Regions from separate parts of the Mus musculus genome. Here regions 1, 3 and 4 are each linked to region 2. Evidence: chromatin contacts called from public HiChIP or PLAC-seq and promoter capture Hi-C data. All regions are on one chromosome and are shown on one strand. Each heading gives the region's core, a stretch centred on a gene start, on an enhancer-like site or on the middle of the called end of the contact. The rest is flanking DNA. Distances are from core to core; before and after follow the strand shown.

The links. Promoter capture Hi-C pulls out the DNA fragments that hold promoters and counts their contacts. HiChIP or PLAC-seq counts read pairs in DNA pulled down with a chosen protein or histone mark.
Region 1: a contact with region 2 is called in a promoter capture Hi-C map of 3T3-L1-derived adipocytes, with 10 times the contacts expected there. The contact joins the enhancer-like site here to the promoter of 9930014A18Rik in region 2. A contact is called at or near these places in 4 of 39 promoter capture datasets (3T3-L1-derived adipocytes, the SN4741 cell line, cranial neural crest and 1 more) and 5 of 115 datasets of contacts at active chromatin or transcription factors (acute myeloid leukemia, astrocytes, embryonic forebrain and 2 more).
Region 3: an H3K4me3 HiChIP or PLAC-seq map of pro-B cells shows a contact between it and region 2, with 15 times the contacts expected there. The contact joins the enhancer-like site here to the promoter of 9930014A18Rik in region 2. A contact is called at or near these places in 5 of 39 promoter capture datasets (cranial neural crest, embryonic stem cells, hippocampal neurons and 1 more), 2 of 484 Hi-C or Micro-C datasets (B cells and LSK cells), 9 of 115 datasets of contacts at active chromatin or transcription factors (the 230-238 cell line, acute myeloid leukemia, astrocytes and 6 more) and 1 of 9 other capture datasets (liver).
Region 4: a promoter capture Hi-C map of pre-B cells shows a contact between it and region 2, with 5 times the contacts expected there. The contact joins the promoter of Fam91a1 here to the promoter of 9930014A18Rik in region 2. A contact is called at or near these places in 1 of 39 promoter capture datasets (pre-B cells) and 1 of 115 datasets of contacts at active chromatin or transcription factors (astrocytes).

Annotation. Positions count from the first base shown.
Region 1 is chr15:63,677,825-63,680,524 of GRCm38.p6, forward strand. No RefSeq gene overlaps it. Among named protein-coding and RNA genes, the nearest start is that of 4930449C09Rik, 39 kb to the right of the region's middle. Within about 2 kb of position 1,322, at least 29 of the 459 cell types and tissues checked have an H3K27ac peak or open chromatin away from gene starts, as enhancers often do. A contact at or near this core is called in acute myeloid leukemia, where this site is marked.
Region 2 is chr15:60,821,522-60,824,221 of GRCm38.p6, forward strand. 9930014A18Rik (RIKEN cDNA 9930014A18 gene) reads left to right here and starts at 1,444. Exons shown (of 3, transcript NR_030696.1): 1 at 1,444-2,700. It overlaps Lratd2 (LRAT domain containing 1), which reads right to left. Exons shown (of 2, transcript NM_001162926.1): 2 at 1-2,470. The coding sequence starts at 2,374. The coding sequence ends at 1,442.
Region 3 is chr15:63,651,456-63,654,231 of GRCm38.p6, forward strand. No RefSeq gene overlaps it. Among named protein-coding and RNA genes, the nearest start is that of 4930449C09Rik, 66 kb to the right of the region's middle. Within about 2 kb of position 1,291, at least 38 of the 459 cell types and tissues checked have an H3K27ac peak or open chromatin away from gene starts, as enhancers often do. A contact at or near this core is called in acute myeloid leukemia and pro-B cells, where this site is marked.
Region 4 is chr15:58,414,091-58,416,790 of GRCm38.p6, forward strand. It overlaps Fam91a1 (family with sequence similarity 91, member A1), which reads left to right and starts at 1,378. Exons shown (of 24, transcript NM_145959.3): 1 at 1,378-1,687. The coding sequence starts at 1,616.

The DNA.
Region 1 (2,700 bases), core at 72-2,571, 2.9 Mb after region 2:
TGCTGAAAGGACCCTGATATAGCTGTCTCTAGTGAGACTACACCGGGGCCTAGCAAACACAGAAGTGGATGCTCACAGTTAGCTATTGGATGGATCACAGGGTCCCCAATGGAGGAGCTAGAGAAAATACCCAAGGAGCTAAAGGGATCTGCAACCCTATAGGTGGAACAACATTATGAACTAACCAGTACCCCAGAGCTCTTGACTCTAGCTGCATATATATCAAAAGATGGCCTAGTAGGCCATCACTGGAAAGAGAGGCCCATTGGACTTGCAAACTTTATATGCTCCAGTACAGGGGAATGCCAGGGACAAAAAGTGGGAATGGGTAGGTAGGGGAGTGGGGTGGAGGGTATGGGGGGCTTTTGGGATAGCATTGGAAATGTAAATGAGGAAAATACCTAATTAAAAAAAAGAAATGTAAATAAATAAAATATCCAATTAGAAAAATTGGGGGGGAGCATTCTCTTCAATGCCTGATGCCTAACTCACAAACACACACAACATAATATTGTGGGCTGGGAGGCAGATGAGGGTTAATACCTCATTTTTCTGCTTTTAAACCAGCACGTAGACTAATTAGGTACTCAGGCACTCAGAAACAAGAGACCATGAGATAAGACAATCAACTGCTTTGGTGAGTGGGGAGAAGGGATAGGATAGGGGGTTTCTGAAGGGGAGTCCTGGAAAGGGGAAAACGTATGAAATGTAAATAAGGAGAAGAAGAAGAAGAAAAAGACACCTTGTTTGGAGTGTCTCTGTTATCTGAAGTTAGGAATGTGGGAGGAGAGGGGCTTCCCTGGAGATAGTGGTACTGGGCACCTTCATGAGTGAGACAGATGGTGTGCCAGGGCAGACATGGGCTGGAGGTCTAGATCTGGGATCACTTATAATAAGATGGTGGTCACACACAAGTGCAGTGTGTATCCAGAAAGGGCTGGAAATAATGAGAACAAGCGTCAGGGCCAACAGACAGAGAACCGTCTCCCAGAGAGTCCATGAAGAGCTCTCAAAAGATGACAAGACTCTGCCATTGCTGAGACAGGGCTGAGAGAAGAAAGAAAAGCTGGCCCACAACCATTCCAGAAATGTCAACGGAAAAAGGCGGTCTTTTGGAGGTCTGTGTTTTCCAGGTTCCCAGCCCTGGTCCAAAACGTTATCTTCAAACCACCATTTACTCCCAAGACCCTTCTCCGACCCTCGTCCTTCCTCTGCTATTTATGTTGCTGCTGTGGTTTTCCTTTCTGACCCTTCTCATTGAAACTTTGAAAGAAAAGGGGAAGAAAGCCAGGATGCCTCTCACTGAGTCAGGGTTAGCAGTAGGTGACAGCTTTGACCCTGTGTGTTCTCTGGGGAGACAGCATGAGGCCATAGGAAGACCAGAGGCTTCACTTCCTACCCATGACGTAAACAAGTCCATAACTTCTCAGTACCCTTGTTTCTCATTTATTTGTATCAAATACACACACACACACACACACACACACACACACACACACACACACACACATAAACACACACATGTAAACACACAAATTTCTGTTCAGTGTTGTGCCCAGTGCAGTAAGATTGTGAACATGAAGGCCATACCTAGTGCATACTACATAGCCCATAGATGTGCATTTCTGTTCCTTTGAGCAAGTTGTACAGCTGTGCAAAGATACAGCTGTTCCAGACCTCTGTGCTTTTACAACAAAAAGAGGACAGAATCAAATGGCATTCATCTTGCATGTTTATTGGGAGTATGAACATAAAAGCTCCGGGGCATTTTCAACATAGGCATCTCTGAACTTCTGGGTTGTTGGATTTTTTGTTTTTGTTTTTGTTTTTGTTTTCCCCCTTCTTACTTGGTTCTCTTACTGGAGAAGTCAGAAACAAAAGAGCTAGAATTCTAGTGTTGTCATGTGCCAGGAGATGTTGTTGTTATTTTTTTACATCCCAACCACAGTTTTCCGTCAAGGCTGAACAAAGCAACCAGTAAGAAGGAAAGGGTCCCAAAAGCAGGCAAAAGAATCAGAGACAGCCCCTGCTCCCACTGTTAGGTGTCCCACAAGAAGATGAAGCTATACAATCTTACCATATATGCAGAGGGCCTAGGTCAGTCCCATGCTGGCCAGGAGATGTCTTTTAATGGATGCATGAATGGATGGATGATGGGAAGACAGGAGGATGAAGGGCATTGTCTTAGCTAGGTTTTCTATTTTTATGATAAAACACCATGAACAAAAACAACATAGGGAGGAAAGGGCTTGCTCATTTCATTTACAGATCCACGTTAGAGTTTAAAGCTGAGGAAAATCAGGGCAGGAGCCTGGAGGCAGAGACTGAAGCAGAAGCTTAAAGGAGAACTGGCTTGCTTCCCAGGGCAAGCTCAGCCTGCTTTCTTGTATAGTAATGGGGTATGGGGGCAGGGCACTGGGCCCTCCCATGTCAATCACCAATCAAGAAAATCTACCACAAGCCAATCTACTAGGGGCATTTATTTTTTTCAATGGAGGATCCCAAATGACTGTAGCTTATATCAAGCTAACATAAAATTAACCAGCACAGATGTGTCCAGGGACATGAATAGATTCTTACACATACAGAATCGCCTTACTCAAGCTGCTTCAGTTGTACCATGATCTCCTGAGAAACTAGAGCCACAAAAATAGAATCTCAGGGGCCTAAAGACTATGAAAAATCTTTGCTCCTTGTTTT
Region 2 (2,700 bases), core at 194-2,693:
CGGTTCAGGCACCAGGCTGTCGCAGTCTTAAAGCCTTGTACTAAAGTGCACGGAAGTTCAGTTGCAGACACAATTGCTACCTCTTCAGCCTGTCCGAATGCCGCCACCACCAACCTACGTTTGGGACTGTCATCAAATCTCTTCTGACAGTACTACATGGGATCTGTGTCTGATGCCACCACCCTTAGTAAAGGGTTCTGAATCGGATGTTCTCCAAGCCACAAAGAAATTGGGTACATATGACAAGACTTTGTACTTTAAACTTCACCCATCATGGATGGCAAAGTAACCCTCACCCTACCACAGCAACTGTCTGTCGAGGAAGGGAGACCAGGGAGAGAAAAACAAAAAGCAAAACGAACCCTAGGTCCAGCTTGGTTTTTAAAGGGTTACTTTCACCACTTAGCAAGGGGACAAGGAGAGATTTAATTCTTTCCAGGGTAGCACTGGTTGATTCCCTAGAGGATACTTTATGGGGTGGCACAAGCCAACCCCATCTGTGACCTGCAGATGAACACGCCAAACAGGTTTAATTAGATCAGAGACACAAAGGGCTATTGCCTCCCCTGATAACAACACCATAGCTCTAAGAGTCCACAACAGCAGGCCAAAAACACAGGAGGCAGAATGGCACCTTAATTGAATCCTTTCCCTGGCTGGCCCTTGACAATGATTTACTTGTAACCGGGGGAAGGAATTGGAGTCTAAGCCAAAGACTCCGCTTAGAGCCAGCTTCCCAAGAGGAGGTACTTGGGGATAGGGAGGGGGAGGTAGTGAAATCCTTTTGTAGCCTGTAGCCTGAGTTTGCTAAAGTATTTGCTGCACTTAATACGGGGCTGTTTGGTTTTGGTCTGCTGATCCCAGATCTTGTAGTTTCAGCAGCCTTGTGCCCCGGGAATCCCATAAAAATAAATCACTCCAGCTTCTAGGATCCCAAGCACAGCTCAGCGGGGGAAGCAGATAAGCAGTTCTCCCAGCAGACCCGAAGCGGCTCCTCCCCAATCCTCTCCGGCCTTTGTACCCTGCATCCTCCAAGCTGAGTGTAGTGAGGGATCCAGAGAGACAGAATGCAGGGCAAATGTGCTCTGAGATTTCCCCCAAGCCTGCTTGTATACGAAGGGTTAAATTTGGTCCCAGATCTGATAGGGTTGAAGCCGCAAGCAAGTTCCCACTTTACCCCACCTGGGAAAGGAAGGTGGACTGAGAGGGCCTGAAGAAAAAGCATCCCATGGCCACCCACCAGCCAATCCTACCTGCTCCCTAAGTCCCCTTCCTCCTCCCCTGTCCAAAGCCTGCAGTACATTTCACCAACTCCGCTTTTTCCAAAAGGCCCAGGAATACTAAATGGGGCCCAAGTGTTGGGGGGGGGAGAAGAGCGGGAGGAAGAGGGCGTGGCTGCAGCAAACAGCTTCCTTTTGTAGCTCTGAGCCCAGTTCAAGTATCAGTGCACGACCGAGTCTCCGTTCTCCTCCTCGGAGCCCGATGCTGGGGGACGCAGGGGGGACGGTGTAGTCCGAGTCGCGTCGCTGTCGCCCTCATCCGGCTCAGCCGGGTGCAGGTGCGTGGCGAGCTCCTGTAGCACCGCCGCGCGTCCGATCTGGTCGTTGCGCCGCTTCTCCATGATCAAGTCCTCCAGGCTCTGGAACTCGAGAGTGTGGCTGCGCTGAGCCGAGAGCTGAATCTGCAAACGGTAGGGCTGCTTGCCGATGCGCAGCTCGCCACCGATCTTGAACTCGCGTTTGCCATAGCGGCACCAGGCCGCAAAGCTCTCGGAGTTGCGCCAGCTGAGCTCGCGCTCCTTGGCGCCCACGTGGGCCAGCGCGTTGCGCACTACAGCGCTAGGGCTCAGTGGCTTGTAGCGATACAGATCGTTGACCACGCGGCCGCGCCGGCCCTGGCTCGCATCGGTCAGGAAGCTGTTGCTCACCTCCAGCCGGTGCAAATGCACCACCTGGAAATTGCCCACGTAGACAGCCCAGTGCGGGTATTGAGCCTGCGATACAAACTCCACCAGGTCACCCGGACTGCACTTGTTGAGCAAGTTCTCCGGTGTGTAGGTGCTCAGAGCCGCCGATCCTGGCGCGAAGCTTTTCTGATAGATGCACTCATCACGATAAAACACCGAGCATTCCACCTCGTGCTGCCGCGGGTCGTAGGGCTGCGGCGGGGGCAGGGGAGGCCGATCCCCGGAGTCGGACAAAGCTCCGCCATCAAGCCCCTGGGGCGGTGGCTGAGGTTCCACATCCTCGTCGTCATTGGAGAAAATATAAGAGACTCCGATGCGGGGCCCATCGTCTCGATCCACGCCGGTCGGGTCGGCCGTGGGAACTTCCTTATAACTTAGGTGGGTCAGTTTTTCCACCTGGTTGCCCATTACGCTGTGGACTCTCGTTCACAAGACTTCAAGAGGAGAAAGCGAAACCACCGTCAGAGTCATTGGCACTGGTGCCCGGGCAGGGGCTAAAGCCACCTGTTGGAAGAGAAGACGAGGGAGATGTTTGTAGGTGCCACTCCAGAAAAAGACGTTTGTTTCTTGAAAAAGAACCGGTAGGGGCCCGAGCACCTGGAGCCATTTTAGGAGAAGTCTGGGGGACGTGCTTCCTCGCGTTTCTACACCACTAAGGTCACGATCACTGGAGACATGGCCACTCCAGCTTTCCCCTTCCTCCAGCTATCACCTGGACCCAGCCAAAGCCATTG
Region 3 (2,776 bases), core at 41-2,540, 2.8 Mb after region 2:
GAATCTGATCACAAGGCATCGTGGGGAAAACTGGCTTGAGGAAGAGTCTACAACATACCTCAATCTGTGTCCTTCCAAGGTAGTATTGTCGCAAAAGACAGGAAGCTTTTCTGAGCTTAAGGAGGCTAACGAAACTCAAGTTTAATGTGGGACTCAGCTCCTCATTTTGGCATGATTTGTGATTGGGACATTAGTAAAACTCACATGAAATTCACAGATTAAAGGAACAACTTACCTCGCTTTAATGGCTTAATTGGTTGCAATCCAAGAATTGAATGAATATATATATATATATATATATATATATATGTGTGTGTGTGTGTGTGTGTGTGTGTATATACATATATATACATGTGTATATATATATATATATATATATATATATATGTATGTATATACACACACACTTTTGGCACTATGTCTAAAATATATTTTATATATGATATATACATATATGCCATATATAGACACATATGTATATGATACACATTTTTAAAAAACTTGGTCAGTTGCATTGGGAAAATTACTTATACTGTCCTCTTGGTTTTATATTGTCAGTATCAACAAAAGGGGTATGGTGTAGAAACCCCTAACCCCCACTCTGACACACACACACACATCAAAGACCAGCACAAAGCATACCAGAGTGTGAGGCCTGAGCTGAGTTTCTGTAAACCCATATATGCCATATGTGTCTCACACCTTTCTCATTTATCTTCAAGGCTTCCAGTGTCCATGATAAGATGGCAATGATGCAACATGGACTCATTTACTCATTGATGCCGTCCCATAACGACCCATCCACACTAGCTAGGGCTTTTAAGATGTACCCCCTAGGACCCACATTCCACATCTCATCTTCATTCCTGACAGTACAGCAGAATATCCCCGCTACTGCTACACACCATGCTACCACAGGTCGATCATGAACAAGCCAGAAGACAGTTTGGCCCCTCGAACTATCAAACTCTTTGTTGACCTGGACTCTTCTTGTGAAATTTAGGTCACAGGGTCAGCACCTATCTGTCCTACATGCCAGACCAGGGACCCAGATTGTCTGTGGCACCTACACAAAGCACAGATAAAAACAAAATCAATCTAGATCAGACTGCTGCCATTTTGGAAATTCATGGGCTGGACCATCCCAGTGAACGGACACAATGTTGTCCTCCACACCCAAATGGACCCAAGAACTAAATTAGAAAATGGAGACAAAAAGTTGTTTCCTCCTCTTAGCCGATTAGGACAATCTAAGGAAAGTGCAAGAGCGCCCCCTGCTGCCAGTATTTGGAATTGTTTGATTCACCCTGAACATAGTTCAGCTTCAAGATGTGCAGCCTGGAGGCTTGAAATCAAGCCTCCTGCTCCCAGTGCGCACATTTTTCAAACACTACGCACACAGCTGCCCTTAAGCCAGTACTTAAGACTTCACCTGCATTATCTCGCTTCATCCCTTGAACAGTCTCAGGGCCTGGCAGAACAGCTACCATTGTGGCCTCTAACAGACAATTTAAAACCAGCCATGTAAGATGGTGTATAAAGTTGCTTACTCAAGGTCAGAGAGACTCTTTTTTTTTTTAAAGTAGCTCCATCTTTAAAATATGACATTCCTCCAAAGGATCTCTTCTAAATCCCCTTGCATACATAACAACCTAAGCTATATGCTGTATCTCCTAGGTGCACAGGACTGGGGAGTGAGAATGGGGTTCAAAAGCAATCCAATGATGTGTGCCTTTGTAAATCTATACATTCGTTAATGCTGTTATTTTCTCCCATGAATTAACAATTTTTACTCTTCTCTTGCTAACATGTACCAGGATAGAAATGAGTATGGTATATGTGTGTCTTTGTAAATCTATACATTCATTAATGCTGTTATTTTCTCCATGAATTAACAATTTTTACTCTTCTCTTGCTAACATGTACCAGGATAGAAATGAGTATGGTATATGTGTGTCTTTGTAAATCTATACATTCATTAATGTTGTTATTTTCTCCATGAATTAACAATTTTTACTCTTCTCTTGCTAACATGTACCAGGATAGAAATGAGTATGGTATATGTGTGTCTTTGTAAATCTATACATTCATTAATGCTGTTATTTTCTCCCATGAATTAACAATTTTTACTCTTCTCTTGCTAACATGTGCCAGGATAGAAATGAGTATGGTATCCGAATAAAAACTTCTGGATTACAAAGCGCATAGATCCTACTCCAAGGGGTTAAGGTTCTCAAGTGGGAAACAGAGAAATCCAGTGTGATAAAAGAGCTTCTCTTCAGGGACCAGTGGCTATGAAGAGTAAGATAAAAAGTCCTATAAGCGTTTGTACCAACTGAACGATCGTTTCCTCAGAGAAACTATAAAGCTATCCTCAGCCTTCCTCGTAATGTTGACATACAAGAGTGTGTTTCTCTGTTGAATATACAATGAAATACTGTTTGTTCAAATTTGTGTTCTTTCCGCTGGACCCTCAAATGGCAATTGAGAAATGGAGACAGATTTTGTTTTCCCAAGGTGGCCTGGTACAACTCCCAAAATGGAACTTTGTGTCGTTAGAACAGTTGAGAGGATCGTAGAAAGATGGACCCAAATATCAGCCAGAGAATTAGACCAGAAAATGGAACCAAAGTACCTGTCAGTCCAAGGATGTAGTGGCACTACGTGTACACCAACTGGGAATGTTGTGGTCCCAGGGGAATTAATATGAGAACCTATGATTACACACACGTGGCTCTTCTCAAGGGGGGTCTGGGATTGGTGGGAAACAATGGGT
Region 4 (2,700 bases), core at 128-2,627, 2.4 Mb before region 2:
TTCTGAAGAATACTGTTTGTTCACATGCGAATTATGAAAAATGTAGGGGGTATTTATTTCACTAACTCTAAATGAACTTTCCTAAACTAAAGCAGGAGACAGAATATTTCTATGAAGGGTGTTCCTGAGGAATTCACAGGATGGTTCCAATAAACAGCCTTGGGCTGGGCCTGGACAGTTGGCCCAGCAGCTAAAATCACTTGCTTTTGTTTAGCAAAAAAAAATCTGAAATCCAACTTCTGGGCACCTGATATCTGATGCTCTCTTCTGGCCTCTGAAGGTACAAGGCACACTGGTGGTGCACACACACACACACACACACACACACACACACACACATGCAGGCAAAACACTCATACATAAAATAATACATTGTGAAAACCAGTGGGCTCTGCCATTCTGAGGGCTCTTGTAGCCCTGCCAACCTCACTTTCTTCTTCTGATAGGCCTAGTCGCTGTGGCAATGTTTCACTGACTGTTGAGGCAAGGGAATGATACATAGTAGACAGATCATACTTTTGAATACTGTTGCATTACTGGAGTTCAGAACATTTTAGCTACGTTGAGGAGGATCTCAGCAGGATAGGAAGTTACTGCGATCAGATAACCAGACCAATACACCTATGTAAGAGCAGTGTGTACCATAATAGTTTCAAATAATTAGATATAATGGCATGCCTCAGACTGGCCAGTTGTTGAGGTATGGATTAAGCGTCTTTAATGTTTTCAGTTCTTATCAGTAGTGTATAACAAAACATGACTTAAAAACATTGCTTTAAAATGAAAAAATAGACAAAGAACCACTGAAGTCTTGCAGTTAAATGAGTTTGCTTAGGAAATAAAATATACTCTGGAAGAAACCGTTCCCAAAGACCTCAGGAGAGCTGTAGGGATAACCATCCCAGTTCTGCGTTTAAAAAGGCGATCGAAGCAAGTTAACATTTCTGCACCTCAAATCCCTACATTTTAAGAATTTGGATCTTGGAAGGAGTCCAACGTTCTCCATCCCCAGGATACAGCGAATGCTTGGAAGGGATGACGCCGCTAGCGACTCTAGGCCAATGGGTGGGGGGGGCCCAGGCATACTCGGTGTTCTCTTGTTCGGCAGGGTGGCGAGAGTGGTTCTTTCATTAGAAGCGCTTTTGCTCAGACAACCGACAGAGCCATTGGAGACACACATTCGGGAAACTGAGTCACACAAACCCAGAGGTGCAGACCAGGGAGCCTCTGTCACCCCAATGCGCAGGCGCGGCTGGCTGGGCTCGGAGGGTCTCTGAGTCCCGCCTTCCTCGCACCGTTCAACCACGTGCGGGGGGTGGGGTGGGGGCGGAGCTCCACGCTCGGACCTAGGCCAGTGAGCGGAAGTGACGTCGGCACAGAGCCATTTCCGGCAGGCCGAAACTAGGAAGAAACTTGGAGCTGCCGAGGCGCGGGTCGTAGTTGGCGCTCCCGTCCGTGCCCCGTGGCCGGCGCCGCGCGGACCTGTGGGGGCCTGGCCATGGGGCGGCGCCGTGCTCGTGCGGCCTAGACGTGCGGGCTCCGCTGACAGGCCGGGCGCTCGCGGGCGGCAGGCGGCGTGGCAGCCGCGGCCGCCGCGGGCCTGGGCTCCGGCATCATGAACATCGACGTTGAGTTCCACATCCGGCACAATTATCCTTGGAGCAAGTTGCCAACGAACGTGAAGCAGGTATGGCTCCGCCCTGCTTCTCTGTCGCCTGACCTGCGGGCCGTCGGGGGGCTCGGGGAAACTGGGCGTGCGCTGTCTCCCAAGAAGGCTGGACGGGTGTCCCCCCGGACTCGCCTGGTACCTCGGCCTGCAATCTTTATTTTAATAAAGTCCCCGGGCCCCCAAACTTGAGAGTGGTGGGAGAAGGGAGTGCAAAGCGACAGATCACACGTACCTCCTCTGGAGCGTTTCTGGGGGTTAGGTTGCCTGCTTGGAGTTGCATGTGTAACTGAAAGCATTTAAAGTTGGCCCTGGAAGACCACTAAAAGTTACTAAGATGAGGAACGAAGGCCCTCCACCCCCGGGAAGAGGGAAGAGTACGTCTCCGGAGCTGTGAACAATCACCAGAGTTCGGAGACGTGTTCCGATCCACTTGGAAATGTTGGCTGGATGCGTGAGGGTGATAGCTGCCGAGGCTGACAGAGCAGTCAGGCCTGATTTGGAAGGGTACGTGTGTGGTTTGTGTTGTCGGACTTCGTCCTTTACACAGCCTGAGTTTATAAAGGATCAACGGGAGCATGACCCGAGGGGTTTTGTTTTTGTTTTTTAATCGAATGCTTACAATGAATGGTAGTTTTACTCAGTCGTGTTTACTGAGCATGCAGATAGTTTAAGGATCCTGCCTCCACGGAGAGTCTTTTCTGTCAGAGACAGAGTAAATGGACTGGTGAAAGAAAAGAACGGATAGGTGGTTTGAACTTTTACGAAGGCCTTGATGTGTGTGCTTACATGTATAGTATGTTTACTACATGCAATGCAGGGGTTCGCTGCCCACCGTTTCTAAGTTCCTCTGATTTCTGGTTTCTCTTGGTGGTGGGCAGCAGGTATACTTTTGGAATTATGGAATGGTGGTGGTAATGTTTTTATGATTCTTGTGATTTACTTTGAGTCCTAGTTCTAGAGAACGAGTTAAGGGTCTGGTGGACATCACGTGACAAAATACTTCTAAGACACCAGAACCCTAGGTGTGTTTC